2 separate regions of the Mus musculus genome follow, and region 1 is linked to region 2. Evidence: chromatin contacts called from public promoter capture Hi-C data. All regions are on one chromosome and are shown on one strand. Each heading gives the region's core, a stretch centred on a gene start, on an enhancer-like site or on the middle of the called end of the contact. The rest is flanking DNA. Distances are from core to core; before and after follow the strand shown.

Region 1 (5,283 bases), core at 729-3,228, 1.0 Mb after region 2:
TAGATTCCTGTCTATTGAATAGATTTGTTGAGTGTTTCTGCTCGGCTTGAGTAAACCTTTCTGACTTTACTGTTCTAGGGAATTTAAGCAGTTTTGGCCTAGTCATCGGGGCCTGAAGAGGAAGCACAGCGGCCCCGAGAATCACTGGGTGAGTTCTCCACCAGGCGCGCCTTTTCTCAACTTTCTTCGATTTGTGATCCGAGTTTGATTGTTTGCTTTCTCAGTGGAAGAGCATGGGGGTTCATGCCTTCTGGGTAAATGTCCTACAACTGAAGTATTATAATCCCAATTTTGTACTATTATTATTATTATGTAAGTACACTGTTTCTGTCTTCAGACACTCCAGAAGAGGGCATCAGATTTCGTTACAGATGGTTGTGAGCCACCATATGGTTGCTGGAATTTGAACTCAGGACCTTCGGAAGAGCAGTCTGCGCTTTTAATCACTGAGCCATCTCGCCAGCCCCAGCATTGAGGTTTTTGTTGTTGTTGTTGTTTGTTTGTTTTGTTTTTTCAGGGTTTCTTTGTATAGCCCTGGCTGTCCTGGAACTCACTTTGTAGATCAGGCTGCCCTCGAACTCAGAAATTGGCCTGCCTCTGCCTGGGATTAAAGGCATGTGCCACCATGCCTGACTATAATCCCAAATTTTAAGACATGTTAAAATCTCGACTGTGGCTGATTGAGGGAAAGTCCTAACCACAGCCCACAATCCCTTGCCTAAAACACCCAGTCTGCAACGCTGGAGAGGGTCTGTGCCCTGCCCCCAATTCCCCTTGCAGTTCCAAGACAGCCAGGACTACATGGAGAAACCCTGCCTTGGAAAAAAAAAAAAAAAACCCTTATGGAAAAAAAATTTAAACAAAAACAAGAAAATTAATCCTTTTTTTTTTTTTTTTTTTTTTTTTTTTTTTTTTTTACAAAGTGAGTTCCAGGGCAGCCAAAACTACACAGAGAAACCCTGTCTCGAAAAAAAAAAAATTTACTCCTATCTGTGTGCTAACACGTGGCTGGTTCTGACTCCCAGCTTCATGCTCCCAGGAATAAGACTTAGACTCAAAATATATTTACAAATACCTTGGCCATAAAGCCAGGGTTTTCTCTGACTAGATCATAACTTACATAATCGACATAAACCCATTATTTTAACCTACATTTTGCCACATGGCTGGCTATCAATGCTCAGGCACCATGAGTCGGTCTCCTCACATCTTCCCGGGCTATTCTCCCTTGGGACTCTATCCCAGAATCCTTTCTGCCTCCTGGATGTTCCACCTCCCATTTCCTGCCTAAGCCATAGGCCACAGACTTTTTAATTGACAGGTGATGCATCCATACAACACACAAGTATTCTCTCTACGCATGGCCACAGTGTCTTGAAGGAGAACCAAAGCCCAAGGCCCTGTTTATGGAAACTGTGATAATTTTGAAGGTCTTGACATTCACTTTGTCACCGAATTTCCTACAGAGATTCCGCCCCCACCCCCCGTAAAAATGCATTTAGTATGTAAGGAAAATATTTTCCTAGAAGTTCATCTTCCTCACAAATTATGTTCCATGCAAGAACATAGAACTGGGCAGGTCTGAATACTCTTCATTTTACATTGTTACACTCTGACATTGAGGTAATGTCGGCGTGCAGGATATTCAACATTCAAGTCAATAAAGCATGCATTAAATATGCAGTGTGCTTTCGGGTTCTGTGAAGTCCTCTATTTAAAACCCGTGTCAGGCTAAGGAGCTTAAATTTAGAAATAGCGTTAGTCTGAGACCTCATGTTACTTAGGCCTTCAGCAAGGCCCGTCACATGCCCGAGATCTCTCTGAGTTCCTTTCTCAAGTCCTCTGCCTCTATGGCACTGAGACTGGAAGAGAGCGAGATTTCTACCAGAACAAACATCAAAGTGAGAATGGTCAGGGTTGGGGGCGGGGCCTAAGAAGGTTGCTAGGGAAGGAGCTATTAAGTCATTTCCGACTGACTAAGTCGTTACCAAGGAAACAGCGGAGAGCGACAGAGATTGGCAAGTCAAGGGACATGTTCCCTCCCCAGCTCCTTTCTGCTCTGGTGTCTGGTTTGATCTTGGCCTGCTGAAAGACGCTAAATACTCACGATCTTAGTATGCTACCATCCTTCTCCATGCTCTGTTCCCCAAACCCCTCTCCTGGCACAGTTGCTCTGCTGTGATGGAAAAGCTTTCCTCTACCTCACCAACCCCCACTCCAGCCTCGCCCTAACTCAGGAGCTGCAGCTTCGGGGATATTGCTAACCCACCTCTCGCATTGGGTTTCCTCCACCCTGTTAAATGCAGTATGTGGTTTTAGATTTTTCTCCCTAAAATATTTAGAGATGGAGGGAGCATTCTAAAGGGTACATGCTTAGGATTTCTGTCTTGTCCCTCAGTATCAAGATGTATAGGTAAAGAGGAATAGCAAAATCGTGAAGACACATTTGCTGAAAAAAATAAAATTTAGTAAAGAGAACGGGAATACGGGTTTGGAGTTGGAGGAAACCACAGGACAAGGGTGTCCACTTGCAGGGCTCCCTCTGAATCCCAGCACAGGGCTATTGGTTTGAGACTGGCTGGTAGTCCTCTCCTAATTGGCAGTTCGCACCTGGGTGTAGTAAAGTCCTGACTTAAGCAATGGTTTCCTTGTGCTCCTTGGGTCTTAGAATTGAAGTATTTCCCACGTGGTTTGAAGCCTCATAGCAAACGGTTCTGCTCTGAATCATAAGTTTCCTTTACCCTCTCCTGCGCCTTTCATCTCTCCTTCTCTAACAATATTTTCACGTTTTAGTGCCTCATATTTAAAAAAGACAAGCCCTCTTGAGTCCAGCCTCATCTTCTGGCTACTGTGTCCCTGCTTCCACATAACAGCCCAGAGCCTACTTTGTCAATTCCTCAACAACCTCGGTCTTTTGCTCTGCGGCTCCACTGCTGGTAATCAGCAGTTAGGTCTCTCTCTCTCATTTTTGACTGTACTCATGCACATTTACCTGACCTGCCATTTAGTACACTAGCAACATTTAGTATAGTTGAACGTGCCAAGGCTTTTTGGTCTTCTTTCTCCTTTCACGAAGTGCCTTTGTTCCTCGGGATCGTTTCTGCGTTGCTGTGCTAGTCACGACAGAATGGCAATGCACACGCTACACCTTTAATTTGCATCATTAACACATCGCCATAGATCCTTAAATCTTAAGTCAACTAGAAAAAGTCATAAATACCGATTTAAAACATTTGATAGTTTTCACAATGCAAATACTCTTAGGGCCAGTCTTATAGCCTCAGAACTTGAGAGAAGCTGGGCAAGGTTAACCCCTAGTCTCTTCCTTATCGTTATTGTTATTGCTGTTGTTTTGCGATTCTTCTGGAAGTGTCAGGCAAACACTCTTTCCCTGAGCTACAGCTCCGGCCCTTCCTCTTCCCACCATGTAGGTTCAATTATCAGCTCAAGTGCAACGCAACAGTTAATTGCTGGAGATTTCAAAAAAAAAAAAAAGTCTTTACATTTACCTGTGTGTATGTGTGTAGGCATTCAAACTGAGATTGTCACGCTGGCAGAGCAAGAAGTTACTCAGTGAGCTTTCTCTCCAACCCCTCAATTCACTTTTATCTCATATGCTAACACAAGAATCAACTCAGCATACGTCCCCAGAACACCCTCACAGTAGAACAACTTGACATCCACCACCTCTCCCATCACAGCTTTGGAAACCTTGGAAGGGGCTAAGAACTAGACTCTCTCCTGAGTTCTCTACTACTCTTTACAGTTCAAATAGAAACTGAAGTGCAAGTAGTGATTTTTGTTTCACCCCTTAATAGTACAAGCTTCATGTTTTTTTTTTTAAAGTAATGCATGATATATAAAATGGACAATGTAGTTAAAGTCTATAACCAATCCCAGTTCTAGGCTAGAGGCTTGGGAAACCTTGTGGCTACAGCTGTTTAAGTCGTACAATAGAGTATGTAAAGGTCACAGACTTTAAAGACATAGATGGAGCTCAACTCTGGCTAGTTATTTACAATTTGAACTTAAATCTTTTTTTTTTTTTTTTTTTTTTTTTTTTGGTTTTTCCAGACAGGGTTTCTCTGTGTAGCCCTGGCTGTCCTGGAACTCACTCTGTAGACCAGGCTCGCCTCGAACTCAGAAATCCACCTGCCTCTGCCTCCGGAATGCTGGGATTAAAGGCATGCGCCACCACTACCCGACTTTGAACTTAAATCTTAAAGTTTAGTCCGGCACAAGGTAATTAAAGTCTTCTAATCAGTGAACAGAGAGATAGCCCAGCAGTTAGGATTGTTACTGCTGAACTGGAGCAATGGCTCAGAGGTTAAGAGCACTGGCTCTTCTTCCAGAGGTCCTGAGTTTAATTCTCAGCAACCACTTGGTAGCTCACAACCATCTGTAATGAGATCTGGTGCCCTCTTCTGGCAGGCAGGATCAGAGTTCAGATCCTAGCATCAACATGGGGTCGCTCTCAAAAGCCTGTGACTCCAGTTCCAAGAGATATGATGCCCACTTGCAGCATCTATGGGCACTTGCACAGCACGTACACACACAAAGAGATTATTTGAAAAATCTCCCATGCCAGGGACTTGATAGAAAACAGTGTAATATCATTAACATACCAAATCTCATTTCATTGTTTCCTTTAGACAACTTTATTTAGTTTCCATTGAGTTCCAGAGACAGTTTCATAGTGGAGCATATACAATTATTTCAAGGTTCCCATTTTGCTTTTTTTTTAGAACTTCCAAATGTCTGTGAAACATATCCAGGACAATTCAAACCAGGAAATAGCTGCAAGAATCATTCAGAGGGCCTGGAAAACTTTCCTTGTGAGTTCATCGGATCTCTTGAGAGAGAACTTATATTTCACAAAGTTAACGTAAAGTGTGTGCAGTTCAGTAGTTCCTTGTTGTGTTTACACTTGCGTGTACCACCCTTCAAGTTAGACTTTCAATATTCAGCTTCAAAAGGTAAAATTATTTCCGTAGGCTCCAAAACATTTACATTCTTTTTAGTTAAAACAATGTTTTGGTGTGCACGTATGTAGGGCAGTGGGACATGCTTCTATACGCATGCACACAGAGGCCACAAGTAAACCTTAGACATTGTTCCTCAGGATGTAGCCTACTTTCGTTGTTGAGACAGGAACCCTCACTAACCTATTACTTGACAAGCAGGCCACAGTGGCTACCTAGCAAGCCTCACCAACCCACTTCTGGCTCCCAAATTATGAGTGTCCCATCACATTGAACTTTTTGTTTTGTTTCATTTCTTTTT
Region 2 (5,149 bases), core at 665-3,164:
AGAAGAACAGACAGTGCTCTCAACCTCTGAGCCATCTCTCCAGCCCCACTGTCCTTCTTCTTATTCAGTTCTCAGTTTAAATGTCAAATCTTGAGAGAGCCCTTCCCTTCCCAGCCTATCTATCTCACCCACCCTCTCTCATGTCCCCACTACTAATTTCATAACACTCACTGTTGTCTGAATAAAGGTAAACTTCTGGAGAGAGGGGCTCTGGTTGGCCATGCTCACTACTGTGACCCCGGTCGCTGTGATTGTAAGTTTCTGATACCTTCTAGACACACAGTAATCTCTGCTGGACATTACTGAGGAGAAAAAGCAGAAGGAAGAGAAAGGAATGAACTCTTTATAATCTCTGCATTCCCAGAATTCCAAGTCTGCCCTCAGTATCCAGCATATGTGGTCCCCTTGTTTTCAGAGTCAGTAGGCTCTAGGTGAGAATGCAAAACAAGCCAGTATATCCACAGTCTTAATTGCTCCTTTCTTAATGTTAATACCCAGCAATTTTAGTGGCAATTTGAACTGCAGCCTTTATGAGTAGGAGCCAGGATCTCAATGAGAACCAGGGGAAGCAGTAATCACCAGCAAGCTTTAGTCAAATTTAAATATAGACCTGGCAGCAGAAAGCAAATCCAGCCACGAAGCATGGACGTATCGGAGTAGCACATCAGGTAGGCTATTGGCTTCTCCAAAATGTATGCAAGCTTTCTGAACTGAGAACTTAGGGTGAGCAGACACCTGCATGTTGCACAAGTGCCTGATAGTGTTTTTTGTTTATCCGGTACATAAATGCATGGCAGTACTCAGCTGGCTTTCTAACACAGCATCCGAGATCTAACTCCCTAGGGAAGGAGCTGGAAAAGGGATGCATTCGACTTAAGCTGAACAAATCAAGAGAAGAGTCTGTGATCTCCCCCAGGCAGTGTTCTGAACCATACAGACAGATTGGAAGCATCGATAAAAGAAGTGTGTCAACGAAAGAGTCCAAAGGCCACAGAAGCACAGCACAGGCTGTAAATTTAGTAACTTTGTGTCTGTCTTGCTCCCTTCCTATACTTTGTGGTTAACTAAGAAATTGAGACCAGAGTAGACAAAAAAAAAAAAAAAGGCAAGCTTGTTTAGGATTGTGCCAAAAGGCAATGTGGTCATGGTAGCAACAGACCTCTTCTGTAAGGTGTGGGCTGTGTTGGTGTCCATTTTGGAAGCAGTCCTGTGTGGTTAGCGTGAGACACTATGCATGCAACATCTAAGGGCAGTCCTGATTGGTCGATGTTGGAGTCTATGAAAGAGGCTGGGTTTGCTGAGTAGCAGCTCTATCTCATTGGCTGCTCTCAGTTCCATCCCCTTTCCAGAGCCATGGTTTCCTGTTGGAGTCTACAATCTGGACCAGGCCTGCAAGTAAACCCACTCCCACGCCAACCTTTGTCCACAGCCCCTCTGGACTTCTTGAGTCACTAGACTATGTACTCCTCTCTGAGTTCAAGCACAGGTTGTCACCTGGATCTTCCAGTTGCAAAGCTCTGTACTTAAACTTTCAAGAGTAGGTCCTGAAGAAGTATTCCAATTCAACAGCCAGAATACCTGGTGTGTGCTGGAGTCTACTTTTCAAATTCTGGAATTTATGAATATGTAAGTGGTTTAATTTTATCTCATAGATATATAGTTCCACCTGAGAATCTTCAGTGTCCCACACATACAGATGGTTTAGTCTGTCTTGTGGTGATTTTTTTTTTAATTTCCTGCTTTGCCTGGAGAACAGGACAATACTGTACACCAGGTGGGAAACAATGGACTCCCAGGCTCTATATATCTGGGGAATCATCTGCCCTAAAATACCTCACCACCTCCCCAGTCTTCCCTCCTCCTGGAAGAGGGGGTGGAATTGGGATGGAGCCACATTTTATATTCCATTTGCTGCCTTCTGTTCTTGTCATCTCCGCTTTTGCATTTGCCTCCACGGAGGGTTGCAAATGCACACGGGAGAAGGCTTAATGTGATTTTGGGTGCCCTGGGAGGGACAGTCTGCCAAGCGCAGATGCCACCAGGCTGCTTGCTGCGGGTGCCTGCATTACGCCACTGGATACTGTGCCTTTGGGTTTGCTTGTGTTTTAACTTAGTGGAGCAACTTAAAATCTTCATGAAGGAAATGGGAGCATTGAGGGGAGAAGGGAGTGAGGTAGGATTTCAGGTAAGGCATTGCTCTTACAAGGGCAACCCAAAGCACAACTCCAGACCTTGAGATTTGAAGATAAGGCAGAGGACTAGAAAGGGAGAGAGGGATATGCCTATTGTTAGGTCGTAAGACTAAGTGAAGTTATCAGAGATGGACCTTTTCTCCTAGGGAGGATCACATCCTTTTCCCTCAGGGAGGACCATGACCTTTTCTCCTAGGGAGGATCACATCCTTTTCCCTCAGGGAAGAATGCACCTCTTTCTCTCAGGGAGGACCACATCATTTCCCTTCCAGAGAGGACCACATCCTTTTTCCTCAGGAGGGCCACATCCTTTTTCTCAGGGAAGCTTTTCTTCCTCAACTTGTCCATTGGGAGGCAGGTGCTGTGTCCTTGGTCATGGCCAAATGCTTTCACAAGGTGGTCGCCTTCCGATTGTGGTTGCCATGACTACTCATGAACCATCGGGTCTCAGATCCGAGTCTCCAGTTCTGATCAGCATCTGCCTCTCCTTGATGTTCCAGAGACTCCTGGGTTACAATAGAAGAGTCTCTCTCTTTCTCTATCTCTGTCTCTCTCTGTCTGTCTCTGTCTCTCTCCTGTCTTTTACCTCAAACCTACCAGGCAAACCTCATTTTATTTATTTTTTATTTTCGCTCTTTAGCCCCTTTTCATGCCTCTGTGAAGAGCATAGAAGGCCACCCCAATGCGGAAGCAATACTCACCAGCTCTTGGAGAATTTACCCTTCCATCCTTCCTCAGGTTTCCCGTCTTCTTGCTATTAAAACCCTAAGTGAGACCTCGTTATTTTCGATCTTACATCCTAGTGATCTCACTGTTCTCCCACTTCTCCAGTCCATGGCTCTCACTAACTGGAATCAGCTCCTTACTGAGACTTTACTGTTTCTGATCAATTATCCACATTCCTCAGAATTGCCCTATCACCAGCCCCTCAGGAAATAATATGTCTTACACTTGGATCCATGTTTGCTGGTCCCCAGAGCCTGGCTCCTTCATTGTTCTCCTTCTGGACTCTTCCTGACACCTTATCAGTCTAACCCCCTTGCTAATTTAACTGTAAAATCAACTTCTATAGACATTAACTATTGAAGTTAGGATTCAACATCTGTTGCAAACTCAACATGTCAGAATCCACAGGAGCTATCTGTTTTAGGTGATAAACTAGGCATTTAGCTCTTATCTTTTATAATAAAAACATTTAGTTATTTTATTTGTAAGTGTTTTACTGGCATGCATGTCTGTGTACCATGTGTGTATGAAGTGTTGAGACTAGGAAAGGGCATTAGACCCCCTCAAACTGGAGTTACAGATGGTTATAAGCTGTCATGAGGTGCTGGGAACCAAACTTGGCTCTGCTATAAGCAGGCAATGTTTTTAACTGCTGAGTCATCTCTCTAGCCTCAACCATCTTATTTTCTTTAAATTTATTTAATAAATGTTTATTATATGATGAACACTTAATATATCATTGAAGCAAAAGATTAATATTAATGTTACTTTTTAGTAGATGGTATCAAGAGTTAACAGCACTATCAATGTGTCAGGGGCCATTCTGACAGTTATCATGTATTTGTTCATGAACTCTTTCCAACATCCACAGAAGTGGCTGCTCTCATTGCACCAACTGTGTTTTACATGGAGGAAGCCATGGTGTTCGGCAAATCACAAAACTAGTAGGGAACAGAATTAGAGGTGGAGGAGTCATTGTGAATCCTTAGCCAATGTTTGGTGCCTTCATTTCAGTCACTGGGTTCTGGGGAAACAGAGCCCACACACAGGTTTTTACTTCAATGTGTGACTGCTATGTTAATTACAGTTATTTAGATTTGAGTATTTGGCAGATTTTTTTCCCCCAAAATGAACAAAGTAAACCTTTGTCTTAAGGAAAAGGAACTGACAGTTTTTGTTTTCTTTGTTGCCAGTGATGAACGGTTCAGCTTCTTATGTGAAAATTGAGACTCCTATCTGCCACTGGCTTGGCTCCTTTGTCATATTTAGGTGGTGATGTTAAACGGGCATTGTTGAGAGTAGATAATGGTATGTTGTCACCACCTGGAAGATCTTCACATCTCAAGGGATTAATATCTTTCAAACGTTCAGTCCATGACATCAGAGGATCAGCCTGGGTGTGTGTCCCACTCTGTGTTCAGAAGACACTTGTAGATTTTAATGTAATTAAGTCCGATGAGCTCAATGACACATTTTCCAATTACACACACAATTAGCTTGTAAGAACCTATCATTTAGTGAATTTTAGGGTAAAATCAAATAAATCTGTTTAATATTATTTCCAAAAGAAAATAGTAATATATTTGTAAGAAATATATTTCCTTTATATCCATCAACTAAATGATGCATGTTAATAGATTGACCGTAGAAGCAGTTTTGATAATCTAAATGTTTTCTCGTAAGTCAAGCACAAAACAGATTTACAAAATATACAACATATCACTTTCCTTAGCAATTTTTTGATGTTGGAGATTAGGCTTTTAAATTGTCTTAAAAATGTTTAAAATGTTAGCATGTAATGTATGTAATTACTATTTTAATGGAATAAATAAATGCATTTAAATGATCAATTTGTTCCCAGTTTTGAGCAATATCAATATTGGTAGATGTAGCCTACACGAATTTTGAGTATTGTTCTAGCACTTTCTACCCCAGGGCTAATGGGTTCTCCCTAGAAGAGGGAATAAAGGAGGACCAAGAACAGCCTCTGGCTGTAACTAGAAATTCTGTTTATTTTGTACCCTGAGAGACTAGATGAGTGACACCATCCCACTTCACTGCTTGTGGTATTTCTCACTCTGAAGTGTTCCATTCCCCTCAGAAATTTAGACGCTTTTGGTGCCTCATCCAAACTTAGTGAATGTCTTTATGCCCCATATTTACCTGAGCAGAACTTGAGTTGTTTTAGCACTGGGTGTTTTAGTTCATGTTACAGAGGATGAGGCCACACA

What was found. Promoter capture Hi-C pulls out the DNA fragments that hold promoters and counts their contacts.
Region 1: a contact with region 2 is called in a promoter capture Hi-C map of hippocampal neurons, with 3 times the contacts expected there. The contact joins the promoter of 4930550C14Rik here to the enhancer-like site in region 2. A contact is called at or near these places in 6 of 39 promoter capture datasets (the 3T3-L1 cell line, the C10 cell line, HPC-7-derived erythroid cells and 2 more).

The regions. Positions count from the first base shown.
Region 1 is chr9:53,403,308-53,408,590 of GRCm38.p6, forward strand. It overlaps 4930550C14Rik (RIKEN cDNA 4930550C14 gene), which reads left to right and starts at 1,979. Exons shown (of 9, transcript NM_001376944.1): 1 at 1,979-2,305; 2 at 4,746-4,835. The coding sequence starts at 4,755.
Region 2 is chr9:52,406,092-52,411,240 of GRCm38.p6, forward strand. No RefSeq gene overlaps it. Among named protein-coding and RNA genes, the nearest start is that of Gm33125, 15 kb to the right of the region's middle. Within about 2 kb of position 1,915, at least 11 of the 459 cell types and tissues checked have an H3K27ac peak or open chromatin away from gene starts, as enhancers often do. A contact at or near this core is called in hippocampal neurons, where this site is marked.